3 separate regions of the Sus scrofa genome follow, and all the other regions are linked to region 1. A link is a contact called in public HiChIP or PLAC-seq data. All regions are on one chromosome and are shown on one strand. Each heading gives the region's core, a stretch centred on a gene start, on an enhancer-like site or on the middle of the called end of the contact. The rest is flanking DNA. Distances are from core to core; before and after follow the strand shown.

Evidence for each region. HiChIP or PLAC-seq counts read pairs in DNA pulled down with a chosen protein or histone mark.
Region 2: an H3K27ac HiChIP or PLAC-seq map of alveolar macrophages shows a contact between it and region 1. The contact joins the promoter of PEBP1 here to the enhancer-like site in region 1. A contact is called at or near these places in 1 of 5 promoter capture datasets (fetal skeletal muscle), 3 of 47 Hi-C or Micro-C datasets (embryonic fibroblasts, heart right ventricle and liver) and 2 of 2 datasets of contacts at active chromatin or transcription factors (alveolar macrophages and skeletal muscle).
Region 3: a contact with region 1 is called in an H3K27ac HiChIP or PLAC-seq map of alveolar macrophages. The contact joins two enhancer-like sites. A contact is called at or near these places in 4 of 5 promoter capture datasets (fetal liver, liver and skeletal muscle), 25 of 47 Hi-C or Micro-C datasets (alveolar macrophages, blood, brain and 13 more) and 2 of 2 datasets of contacts at active chromatin or transcription factors (alveolar macrophages and skeletal muscle).

The regions. Positions count from the first base shown.
Region 1 is chr14:34,302,327-34,306,765 of Sscrofa11.1, forward strand. SUDS3 (SDS3 homolog, SIN3A corepressor complex component) reads right to left here. Exons shown (of 12, transcript NM_001243408.1): 5 at 4,112-4,131; 6 at 3,543-3,699. Among named protein-coding and RNA genes, the nearest start is that of SUDS3, 13 kb to the right of the region's middle. Within about 2 kb of position 2,580, at least 3 of the 83 cell types and tissues checked have an H3K27ac peak or open chromatin away from gene starts, as enhancers often do. A contact at or near this core is called in alveolar macrophages, where this site is marked.
Region 2 is chr14:34,528,121-34,532,559 of Sscrofa11.1, forward strand. PEBP1 (phosphatidylethanolamine-binding protein 1) reads right to left here and starts at 2,118. Exons shown (of 4, transcript XM_003132890.3): 1 at 1,806-2,118; 2 at 225-334. The coding sequence starts at 1,940.
Region 3 is chr14:34,499,330-34,503,768 of Sscrofa11.1, forward strand. TAOK3 (serine/threonine-protein kinase TAO3) reads left to right here. Exons shown (of 21, transcript XM_001924400.7): 18 at 2,126-2,365; 19 at 4,308-4,439. Among named protein-coding and RNA genes, the nearest start is that of PEBP1, 29 kb to the right of the region's middle. Within about 2 kb of position 2,597, at least 3 of the 83 cell types and tissues checked have an H3K27ac peak or open chromatin away from gene starts, as enhancers often do. A contact at or near this core is called in alveolar macrophages, where this site is marked.

The DNA.
Region 1 (4,439 bases), core at 1,330-3,829:
AGCTCCACCCCTCTTCGTTCTCCCTCCCCCGCTACTCACCTGGGGCCTCTTCTCCCCCCACTAACAAGGTTGCCTGCTCGCTGGCATCTATTCCACACTGTGTGAAACTGCTCCCGTATCACTACAACTGCAGATGCCTTTTAAAATTTTACAATCAGTGGAAACAAGCTGGACACATCTTTTCCTTCATTCGGGAGAACTGGCTCTCTAAACCACCTTTCACTGGGGAAAGCTTGGAAACTTTGTCAGTCTTGGCTTAAGCTTCTCGTCAGCCTCTTACAGCCCTTTGTTTTTCAAGAGATCTTCATGTTGAACCCGAAAAGGAGAGCTTAAGAAATAACGTTCCCAGACAGAGCCAGGCCACACTGAGACTGGGCATCAACCCACAAAGGTGAAATAAGTCACTCATTGAGGGGAGGGAAATGGGCCTTTAAGCCAAGTTCACAGCAGCACCATCTGTGGAAACGCTCATTACCCTTCCAGCTCCAGCGCCTCCTCCTCCACACTCCATCATTACCTTGGCAGTGCTTTCCACACCAAGGGTACCAAACGGCTTGAGGAAGGACATTGGTACCTTTAACGCCCATGGCTAGCTTTAAGCACGTCTGTAATCTATTTTACGTGTCACAAGCGACTTCCCCACAGTTATCTGTCTTTTCTGCCCTGGCAGGCTTGGCCTCTCAAGTCACTGAGGACGCCTCCTGTTTCTGTTAAGGTTCCGGCTGTAAAACTGCCTGGCCAAACAATGTCTATCGCTTGTCAATAACCAGGATGTCAAATGACAGGTGAGGTGACTGCAGCCTTCCTTGCAGATGGAAAGGGAACAGCTATAAACTGACAATATTTCCCACCGGCCTAATGAAGGCTCAGAGCATCTGGTGGCTCTAGCAGAGAGCGATGAGGCATCCATGCCAGCCAGAGCCACTGTCAGAGAAGACGGTGTACAGGTCAGAAAACAGGCAGGCCAACTGGTACTGGATAAGGTACCACTGCACTTGCCATTTAAATAAAAAGACATTTCAACAAAAACAAGACGGGCTGTTCTGAAGATGCTATTTCAGCATCCTTTCTCACCAAACCACATTTCTGAGCCCTGTCAGTGGCCTTCAAGGAATTCATTCCTTCTGCCATGACTTTTTAAATTTTTTTATAATGATTTTTATTTTTCCATTATACCTGGTTTACAGTGTTCTGTCAATTTTCTACCTCACACCAGTCAGAATGGCCATCATTATAAGTCCACAAATAACAAATGCTGGAGGGGGTATGGAGAAAAGGGAACTCTCCTGTACTTTTGGTGGGAATACAGATTGGTACAACCACTATGGAAAACAGTATGGAGGTACCTTAGAAAACTACATATAGAATACCATATGACCTAGCAATCCCACTCCTGGGCATATATCCGACAAAACTTTCCTTGAAAAAGACATGTGCACCCACATGTTCATTGAAGCACTATTCACAATAGCCAAGACATGGAAACAACCCAAATGTCCATCGACAGATGACTAGATTAAGAATATGTGGTATGTATACAATGGAATACTACTCAGCCATAAAAAAGAAAAAATAATGCTGTTTGCAGCAACATGGATGGAACTAGAGACTCTCATGCTAAGTGAGGCAAGTCAGAAAGAAAAAGACAAATACCACATGATATCACTTATATCCGGAATCTAATATATGGCACAAATGAACCTTTCCACAGAAAAGAAAATCATGGACATGGAGAACAGGCTTGTGGTTGCTGAGGGGGACGGAATGGGATGGATTGGGAATCTGGGGTTAATAGATGCCATGACTTTCAATGTGCTGGTTATCAGAGGAGAGATTTTTCAAGAGTCAGACTCCTACTTTAGACACAACCACATGATCAACAGTGTATAATGGGGACCAGAGCTAGAGGTCTATGTCAGCTGAAGGACCACACTGTCACAGCACCAGAAACAGAGGGGACATACAGCTCTTAACTGTTAGTTTTAGCTTCAAAGTCAGCCTTAAGGGCATATATAACAACAGGTATTTAGAGACCCCCTACAAAAATCAGACAGCCTTAACACCTTCTGAACAAGACTGTAAGAGTTCAATTTTGGGGTGCACAGAAGGCAGGACACTTACATATCCAAGTGGCAAACTCACTACTAACATGCCTTGCAATATTTGCTGATGAAAATTTTGCCAAGTTCTAAAATAGCTAGTTCCTGGAGTTCCCGTTGTGGCTTAGTGGTTAACGAATTTGACTAGGAACCATGAGGTTGCAGGTTTGGTCCCTGGCCTTGCTCAGTGGGTTAAGGATCTGGCGTTGCCGTGAGCTGTGGTGTAGGTCACAGATGCGGCTCAGATCCCGCGTTGCTCTGGCTCTGCCGTAGGCTGGCAGCTACAGCTCTGATTAGACCCCTAGCCTGGGAACCTCCATATGCCATGGGAGTGGCCCAAGAAATGGCAAAAAGACAAAAAAAATAAATAAAAAAAATAAAATAAAATAGCTAGTTCCAGCCAACTCCTGGCCTGTATCCTTCTAGGAGTCATCAGTCTACATATGGCAAGAGAGGAGTCACCCCACGCTGCTTCTCCCTTAATCCTGCCTACACCCTGCTGAGTTCCCCCACGCAGATGACTAAATCCTAGAAGACCTGGGAGGGACTAGCTCTGAGTCTAATGCAACTTTACTACCTTTACAAGAGAACAGCTGAACTTAGCTACTCCAGCTGAATTGCTACCAACCCTTTCTGAGATGTTCACAGTAACACCTGGGGCAAACGGATCTAAGAGCAAAGATGATACAGCCAAAGCCTCTGTTCTCAGATCTAGGTCAAAGGAAGACAATGCCTTTTCTGTAACGAAGGCAGACTGAAACAGACAAGAAGATTTCCCGCCACCAAAGAGGAACTTGTGAACATAACCAAGACAGGAATGGTGGCCAACCCAGGAATTACATTAAATACTGCAGAAGCCCGAGGCTGCAGTCACTATTAAAGGTCTACCATTTAACTTGCCCAACACCTGCTCTAGACAGGGCCCTGTCCTAGTCTCTCATACTTCCAACCACAGACAGATATGATCAGCTTCATTTTATAGAGGGGGAAATAGGCTTGGAGAGGTTAAGTGGCTTGATTAAAGTCACACAGCCAATGCTAGACAGAGCTAGAACTCTGACCACCACTACAAAGCCTACCCTCTTTACAGCTTATTTGCTCTGATAAAGAACCAAGATGTCTGGAGTTCCCTTCGTGGCTCAGTGGTTAATGAATCCAACTAGGAACCATGAGGTTTCGGGTTGGATTCCTGGCCTTGCTCAGTGGGTTAAGGATCTGGCACTGCCGTGAGCTGTGGTGTAGGTTGCAGACATGGCTCGGATCTGGTGTTGGCCAGCAGCAACAGCTCCGACTGGACCCCTAGCCTGGAAACCTTCATAGGGTGCGGTCCTAGAAAATACGCACATACACAAAAAGAACCAAGATGTCAGACAGGAGTCAGCACTGGGGCCCCGCTTTCCCCCCTAGGGTCTCCCAAGACCCTGACCTGTGGTGCCTTCTTACCTCCAGTCAGTTCCATAGTTAGCTTTTCATTTTCGATCATCTTCTTCTTTTCTTCTAGCTCAGCGATCAGGTTCTCCTTCAGCTCAACCTTCTTGTCTTCAAATTCTTTCACTGCTGCCTTCTTTTCTTTGATATAATTTCTCTCCACTTGTTCAGTCTGAGCAAAAGAAAAACACAGGCTAGGGCTACAAGACCCTGGCAGCCAGGACTCCAACCCAAAGTCTGGCTCTGGGCTCAGGCGCAAGGAAAATACTGAAATTATACCAAGCAAAATTCAGACATACACCCAAGCGGTTTCAACGTGAGATTTGGGCCAACAAGAAAGCAGTCAGCGGTGAGTACCCCTGAGTCCCCTGTAATAAGCAGAGGCCTCCCAACCAACAAGACACATGGATGGAATCTCTGAACTGAGACCAAATGTCCTTCCATCAAAAAGAACAATGACAGAGGCTTCCAGCAGGGGCTTCCCGACTATCTACGTGGTGATGGAAGGAAAGGCTACCAGATGGGGAGAGCAAGAGCCCAGTGTGAGAAGGAGTCTGCAAACCCAGAAGATCCATGGTACTTACTTCCAGCTGGAGGAAGAGCTCTGAAAGAGACAGAACAGGCAATTAGATTCGCTAGGCTGTGCCACCTTTCTAGACAGTAATGTTAAGACTCATTTAGAAGTAGTAATTGCTTTCTGAAAGCATGGTGATGCAGAGTAAACGTTTCCAAAAGTGAAGTGTTGACACACACGAAGGGGAATGGTGCAGGAAGCACATGTGTCTTGTTAAAATGTGGCCCTGGGAGGTTAAGGATCCAGCGTTGCCATGAGTTATGGTGTAGCTTACAGTGGTGGTTTGGATCCCAAGTCGCTGTCACTGTGGTGTAGGCTGGCAGCTGCAGCTCTGATTT
Region 2 (4,439 bases), core at 868-3,367, 230 kb after region 1:
AACAGGTCTGAGGCAGATCTGGCTCTCAGCCATAGTTTCTAAACTCTCACTCTATGGAGTAAAAGGGAGAGAAACAGAAATGTACACTCAGGCTGAGGCATGGATATGCACACCCAAAACCAAGTCTATTTCTCCCACCACAGCATGTCCAGCAAGGGACTTGGTGCAAGAAGCCCCATGTCACATGTGGATGACCTGATGTTCCCCATCTTTTCCCAACTTGCCTGTATTTGGGGTCCTTCCTGCTGGGAGCATCCGGGTCTGTCAAGACCAAGGTGTAGAGTTTATCTGGATTCAGTCCATCCCATGTAATGCTGGTGGGCCTGCTCTTAACCTGTAGGAAGGAATGGATTTGAAATTTATTTATTTATGTATTTATATATATATATATATTTTTTATGTCTTTTTGTCTTTTGTTGTTGTTGTTGTTGCTATTTCTTGGGCCGCTCCCGCGGCATATGGAGCTTCCCAGGCTAGGGGTTGAATCGGAGCTGTAGCCACCGGCCTACGCCAGAGCCACAGCAACGCAGGATCCGAGCCGAGTCTGCAACCTACACCACAGCTCATGGCAACGCCGGATCATTAACCCACTGAGCAAGGGCAGGGACCGAACCCACAACCTCATGGTTCCTAGTCGGATTCGTTAACCACTGCGCCACGACGGGAACTCCCGATTTGAAATTTAAAAGTCAGAAATGCTGAAGAAATCAATACTCTTTTTTTGACCTCATATTCCTCAAAGGTCAAGCAGAATAAATTGTTAATAAAAACTCAAGTGTACTGACGCTACTAAGGAGCTGAAGTTTAATATACGTTATTTATTTTAGTCTCGACAACACTATGGGGCTAATATCCTAGCATGTTATTAACAGAAAGAGATGGGTCAGGATTTAAACCCTGATACTGAGTTCTCTCAAGTACAACCTGAAATAACAGGATCTTTAGATTGCTGACACATTTCCTAGGGCCTGCTAAAGTGAAATCTGAATTAACTGGATGTTTAAAAATGCAGAGAAAATGAGAAAGCCGAGACGGGCAGACGTGAACAGTGAGTCCGGGAAAGAGAGGCTGTGAGATGGACACTTTATATTTAAACAACAAATTCTAAACATTTAAACCAATAAACCACCCGAGCAGTTTATTCACACCGTTGCCTCGGAGCTTCTAGACCAACAGCTTGCCACAATGTCAGGATTCTCCACTCCAGAAGCAGCCAGAATCAGGCTGCGCTTCAGCCTTGGGCGTCAAAGGCCAAACGGTAAATAAAGCAAGGCGGTTACCCTCGAGCCTTCCAGCTGCGGAACGTACTTACTTTGGGTGGCTTCAGGCCACAGATCGCTAAAACAAAGGACGATCGCCGAGAACTGCCGAATACTGGTTACATAATGCGTCATATGCCCTCGGGTGGAGCTCTTACTCCCGAAATTAAGGCCTAAAACCCCCTGGCCCTAGGGGAGGCTCTGGGGGCTTGTGGGCAGCCACTGACCTCTCCCGCCGGCGACTGCTCTCTCCCCGCCCCTACCCCAGCGATCTAGGTTGTCTCCAGACCTACGCCACTGCCAGCTCCTCGAAATCTCCAGGAAAATAGATCCATTTCCCCTGCAGGCCGTGCCCCGCCCTCCACGTGCCGGATTCCCGGGGCCCGGAAGGTCCGCAAACCTGCGGCACGGGAACCGCGACCCCCTTTCCTCGGTGGATCCGCCGCACGGAAGCTGGAACTTCCTCCTCACACCCGCTGGGTCCCCGCTCTGCCGGCCTGAGGGCCTGCCGGCCTCAGACAGCTGTACCCCCTCCGACTCGGGTACCTGGGTAGGTGTCAGCACTTTGCCCAGCTCGTCGACCTCAGCCCCGCCGTATTTGACCTGCAGCGGGTGCTGTGGCCGCTCGTCCACTTCCTGCAGGCTCAAGGGCCCGGACCACTTGCCGAGGTCCACTGGCATCGCAGGGTCGAGCGGGGCGCAGTGCAGGAAGAGCAGCAGAAGTAACACGCAGCGAAGCTGCACTGGGCTCAAAGCGCTTTCCAAATTGGACGGAGGCAACGCTGGTCAAGAGGCCCTGGAGCGCATGCGCTTGAGCAGCGCCCCGCCCCGCTCCTCCAGTCGCTGGCAAGGGTGGGCCTCATTGTGCCCTCTGATTGGTCGAGCCCGGATCGTCCGGCGCGCCAGGTCAATGCAGCAGGATTGGCCTTTCTTTTTGCAAGAAGGCGCTTGCAACCTGCCACCCGCGGTGTTCCCAAACACTGTGCCAGAGCTTGCAGAACTCTTTTTTCAAGATGTACATTTGAGCTATCTTTAATTTTTTTAAAAACCTTTTTGCATGGTTTTTTGCTCCACTTTTCTAAACGCAGAAATGGTAAGGCCTTGCTTTTCTTTTGCATTTCTTAAAACAAGTGTCATTGCACAGCCGCGCTGTATTTCGCGCATGCTCACTGGTTTCCGAAAACTGGGAGAGGACCTAAGGTAACTTTTGAGCATTTTTTCCCCAACAAATATATTTGCACATATATTTGATCCCCCTACACCCACTGGATCCAGACAAGATTCCTGGGAAATGATGGGGTGGTTTTTTCTTTTTTAGTTGTTATTTGTTATTTGAGGGAAAAAATTTTAACCTGTCTATCCAGTTCAATAAGGATGAAGTTAGCCACTGCAGTCCCCATTCTACAATACACCGTGAATGGAATTCAAAACAAGAAGAGAATGAGGCACTCCGGTTTGGAAGAAAAAGGCAAAACACTCAGATATACTCCAGGAGAATTTTTTTTATGAATCCAGATTCTTTCCTCTTCCCATACTTAGAAAAGCACTAAGCTCGTGAACTGAAATATCTGCTCCCAGTGACTAGTAGCAACCTTCTACCAAGATGGATGCTTGATTGAATGTACCCCTTAGTCAAAAAATGTGCAGGAGTTCCCATCGTGGCTAGTGGTTAATGAATCCGACTAGGAACCATGAGGTTGCAGGTTCAATCCCTGGCCTTGCTCAGTGGGTTAAGGATCCAGTGTTGCCTTGAGCTATGATGTAGGTTGCAGACGCGGCTCGGATCCCGAGTTGCTGTGGCTCTGGCGTAGGCCTCCGGCGGCTACAGCTCCAATTCAACCCCTAGCCTGGGAACCTCCATATGCCGCGGAAACGGCCCAAGAAATGGCAAAAAGACCCCCACCACCACCCCGCGCACGCAAAAATAAAAGTACATATCCTGGCCCCCTACCTCTTTCAAGCAGTTCCTCAGAGCTATCTGAAAGGGAGCCTCTGTCTTCAGTAGTCCTTAGTAAGACACGAAATAAAACTCAACTTACAGTTGTTATGTTGTGCAGTTTTTTGTTTTTAGTTGACAAACCATAGTTACTAGGCCTACTTTGTTGACAAGTGACTCTGCCTCAAAACTGCTCTCCCTGTGGCCACCAATTTCTTTTTATTATATATGACTGGCACTATTTAAATCCAGTCCTTATCTAATTTGACCTTAGGACAGCCTTTGAGTTTAATAATTCTGACCAGGTAATAAAAAGTTGTCTGTTGTTTTTATTTCCTCTAGGAAATAATACAAGTTCATTGTAGAAAATTCAGATTTAAAAACCCGTAGAAGTAAATAAAAACTGCTTCTATTCCACTACTTGGACATAAACAATGGTAACAATTTGGAGTATATCTTTCAAATTTTAAAGTTAGAAGTATAAATAATTTTGTTCTGTTTATTCACCAAAAAAACCGCACTTACTATATACCTTTGTAGAATATCTATCTGTATGGCAAATAGATCTTCATTAATTCAATGGCTTAGTCTATTCTAGATGCACCAGAATTTATTTATTCAACAAACTTCTTGATGTTGGACATTTATGCTGTTTTATCATTTTTTCACTTTACAAATATCACTGAAATAAGTGTATGTATGTTTTAGAAAAATTTTATTAGGGGCTAGCTAGGTCAAAGATTACTTTTTTTTTTTTTTTTTGGTCTTTTTGTCTTTTCTAGGGCCGCACCCGAGGCATATGGAGGTTCCCAGGCCAGGGGTCTAATTGGAGCTGTACCCACCGGCCTACACCACAGCCACAGCAACTTGGAATCTGAGCCGTGCGTGTCTGCGACCAATACCACAGCTCATGGCAACACTAGATCCTTAATCCACTGAGCAAGGGCAGGGACCGAACCCGCAACCTCATGGTTCCTAGTTGGATTCGTTAACCACTGTGCCACGATGGGAACTCCCAAGACTATGTACTTTAAAAGGATGAATTACAGCTGGTTAAGTGTCTGTTTAAGTCCAGATTGGAAGCAATGCCTTCAACATGAAGCACTAATGTGATTATTGGTTCTCTCCATCAATTGTTTTATAAATCATTTGGAGAACCTTGTAAGAAAAAGAGATATAGTCCCTTCCCTCATGGAGTATATAGTCTAACAGTGGAAAGAGGCATTTTTCAAATGACAGTCAAC
Region 3 (4,439 bases), core at 1,347-3,846, 200 kb after region 1:
CAACTTCATGGTTTCATTCAGATGAAATGGTTGGTTTCATTTCCGTTGTGCCACAATGGAAACTCCCTTTTTTTTTTTAATGATTTCTATTTTTCCCATTATAGCTGGTTTACAGTGTTCTGTCAATTTTCTACTGTATAGCAAGGTGACCCAGTCACACATACATATATACATTCTTTTTCTCACATCATCATCCTCCATCATAAGTAACTAGATATAGTTCCCAGTGCTATACAGCAGGATCTCATTCTTTGACCTTCTTAACACTCATTTCAAAAATCTTACAGCATAAGATCTTTACCTCTTTTATGTCATTTTTCACTTCAAACCTTGTACCTTTTTTTTTTTTTTTTTTTTTTTTTTTTGCTTTTTGGGGCCACGCCCACAGCATATGGAGGTTCCCAGGCTAGGGGTCTAATCGGAGCTGTAGCTGCTGGCCTACGCCACAGCCACAGCAACGCCAGATCCAAGCCTCATCTGCGACCTATAGCACAGCTCATGGCAAGGCCGGATCCTTAACCCACTGAGTGAGGCCAGGGATTGAACCCACAACCTCATGGTTCCTAGTCGGATTCATTTCCACTGCACCACAACGGGAACTCCCTTGCACTTTTTAAAAATTTTTTACATATAAAACATTTCCCTATATTAATCAAACTTCTTTTGTTTGCATGTTACTGAAGTTTATTTGAGCTGGCTTAAACCAAAACTGAAGAATTGGCTCCAGAAATACAGAAAAGTTTCATAAAACCCAGTGGCAGTAACACAGTTGGATCTACAAGGAGAGCTTAGAACCAGTGAGGAATTTGGACATCAGTTTACTCCCTGTACTTCTTTTGCCTCTCTTTTTCACTCTCCTTGCTCCAAAGCCCAGCTTTCTTTAGTCCTCAGTCCTCATAGCAGTGGGTAGCTACCTCATATGTAGTTTTAATACACTCCTCAGTTCTAGCCACTCATAGAGATTAAATCTCTGAATCCAAATTCCTAGGCGAGAAGATAGATTGATTCAGTCTGCTGTAAGGTCAGAATATACTTCAGTAAATGTCTGTTATAGCCTCCTGTTAGTCTTAGCAAGTTGAGGACTGAGTCATGGCTTAATAAACATTTTTATGTACCCAGAGCACATGGTTCAGATCTTTGATGTAGTGCAGTTCAGGAAATATTCTTGAACTGGTGAATGAAAATTTTCACCCAACCTCCTCCTCCCTCTTTTTTTTTTTTTTTCTAGTTTCCTTTCCTTCCCCCTTTGACAAAAGAGAGAAAGAAAGACATGAGTAAACTAGAAGGAGCAAAATGATTAGATCTAGAAATGACCAAACAGACTGTAATGGAAAAGATGAATGGGGCGAGATCTCATCTGCTTTTTTCCCAGCAAGCCCTGAACTCTGAGATTTTTAAAAACAGACTTGGCCTACTTCTGAAACATGCAAAAACGTGTTTCCCAGAAAACTAGGAACTTTGTGGACATTATCAGTTTAATCCAGTGATTCTCAACTTTGTATTAGATCCATCTGGAAAACTCTTAAAACTGTTGCCATCAGGGAGTTCCCTGGTGGCTCAGTGGATTAAGGATCCAGTGTTGTCCCTGCTGGATAGGTTTGACCCCTGGCCTAGGAATTTCCACATGCTGCAGGTGCAGCAAAACAAACAAACAAAAAACCCAAAAAAGTTTTGACATCTAGGCCCCATTCCAAACAGTTATCAGAATTTCAGGTTATGGGACTCAGGTATCTTACATTTTAAAAGCTTCATTATGTGATTTTCATGCGCAGCCAGCTAGAATTCAGAACCCGTGGCCTAATTGAAGGAACATTTAGACTCATGCATAGTATGACGTAGTTAAAGTTCCCAGTAGCCCTGTGAGGTAAGAAGGGGTCAAGTAGAATTAATCCCATTTTCCAGATGGTGGCTGTGACATTGCCTGCCTTGTGGTGAACTCACAAATAGAACCTCAGTTTCCAGGGATTGTTCTAATCTCATTAAGCCATGCTGCCAAAGGCTAACGGGCTCAAGTTAACTGGGCCCAGTTAAGAGTGCTATGCCTTGCCAACCCTCCCTGAGTTGTGCCTTCCTTCCAGTTCATCTCATTCATCTCTCTCGGTGTATCTTTTGTTCCTGAATGCAGGAACTAAATAAAAAGAGGACCCAGAAGGAGATGGAGCATGCCATGCTGATCCGGCACGATGAGTCCACTCGAGAGCTGGAGTACAGGCAGCTGCACACGTTACAGAAACTCCGCATGGATCTGATCCGGCTACAGCACCAGACTGAACTGGAAAACCAGCTGGAGTACAATAAGAGGCGAGAAAGGGAACTGCACAGAAAGCATGTCATGGAACTTCGGCAACAGCCAAAAAACTTAAAGGTAAAAGGAAATTTCCCTGTTTGTGCTCTGGGACACAGCTAGCCTGGACCAGTGGTTCTTACACCTAGATGACAGGCACCCAGACAGTTTTGTAACATTACAGATTTCAAGGCCCCACATCTACTAAATTAGAATTTCCAAACATGAAGTAGAAGAGTCGGGGTATAACAAACTCCTAAAGAGATGTTGCTGGGTGGCATGATCTCATTTTTCCTTTGTATCCCTTGTGCAATTTTTTTGACCCCTTCCTGACCTTCCCTCTCTAGTTAGGACACTTGAACTGAGATCAGCCCATAGTTCTAATCCCAGGAAATGAAACAGCTACCTGGCAGGAATATAGCAGATAAATTTTATCAGTCATGCCAGTCAGATTATTGGTTGTAGCTACCTTGACTGCTATTGTATTGAGAAAGATTCTAAAGCCACATCGAAGCTTAGCAGGGAAGATAGTGATTTATTAGTGACATCTGTCGGGGGCCTGGGATTTAAGAGTGACATGCCAGGCGTGTATTAGCCCTGCACTAGAGATATGGAACTCCTTTGGCTCTCAGTCCCTCCAGAGAATTATAGCTGGCTGCTAATCAACAAGCTGTATGGATTAAGCCATTGCTATATGTCAAGGGGGTTATTGTCACTGTTGACAGAGATTAAGGCCTACCTCAACCACGCTGGTCATGTTCTTCTCTAGCCAGATCCTAAGCTGTCTAATTAGTGATCCTTGTCATCAAAACTTCTCCATGTGTTCATGAAACGTATGAACCTGATGAAGTGCCTGCTGAACTTAAAATAATACATCCCACCCTGTCCTATGCACATTTGATATTGTAATATGCGGGTAGTGGAAATGGGTTGTGATATAAAGTACAGTTCAGGGAGTTCCCATTGTGGTGCAGCCAAAATGAATCTGACTAGTATCCATGAGGATATGGGTTCAATCCTTGGCCTCGCTCGGTGGGTTGGGGATCCAGCGTTGCCATGAGCTATGATGTAGGTCAGAGACTCAGCTCAAATCCCACATTGCTGTGCCTGTGGTGTAGGCCAGCAGCTATAGCTCCAGTTCAACCCCTAACCTGGGAGCTTCCATATGCCTCAGGTGTGGCCCTTAAAAAGCTAATTAATTAATTAAATAAAATATAGTCCAATGTTCTGCTTTATTGATTTTTTGAAGAAGCAGAGAAGTGAGAAATGGTTTGTACATTGTCATCCCCTTTCTTACTTGGAAATAGGGAAGGACGGTCAAAAAGTTGGGGGGAGAAGGCAACAAACAATAAAAGATACTGAATATTTTGATTAGGAAACCGTTAAAACAATGAGCAAGCTTTTAACAAACTAAGCTTCATAGTATTCCACAATCTTCTTACAGTTGTGATTCCCCTTATAACAGTTCATTTTTAAAAATCTATTTGTAAATTCAAAACGGCTTCTATTCATTTAATATAAAAACCAAAAAGTAGGAGTTCCCATCGTGGCTCAGCAGAAACGAATCCGACTAGGAACCATGAGGTTGCGAGTTCAACCCCTGGCCTCGCTCAGTGAGTTAAGGATCCAGCGTTGCCATGAGCTGTGGTGTAGGTCACAGACATGGCTCGGATCTGGCGTTGCTATGGCTGTGGTGTAGGCCAACAGCTACAGCTCTGATTAGACCCCTAGCCTGGAAACCTCCATATGCCGTGGGTGCAGCCCTCAAAAAATGACAAAAGACAAAATAAAAAATAATAATAATGAATAAATTTTTTAAAAAATTAAAAAACAGAACAAAAATATTGGTCAAGTTTACCCTTGTCTGTGACATATGTGTTATTTTCATTGTTATTGACTGGTAATGTGGGTCACTGCACAAAAGACAGTTGGTCCCAGCACTTATTTTGTATCATGAGATTGAAAGACTTTCTTCATTTACTCATGTGTCTTTATTTTCCTTTTGTCACTTTTTTCTGTACAGGCCATGGAAATGCAAATTAAAAAACAGTTTCAGGACACTTGCAAAGTACAGACCAAACAGTATAAAGCACTCAAGAATCACCAGTTGGAAGTTACTCCAAAGAATGAGCACAAAACAATCTTAAAGACACTG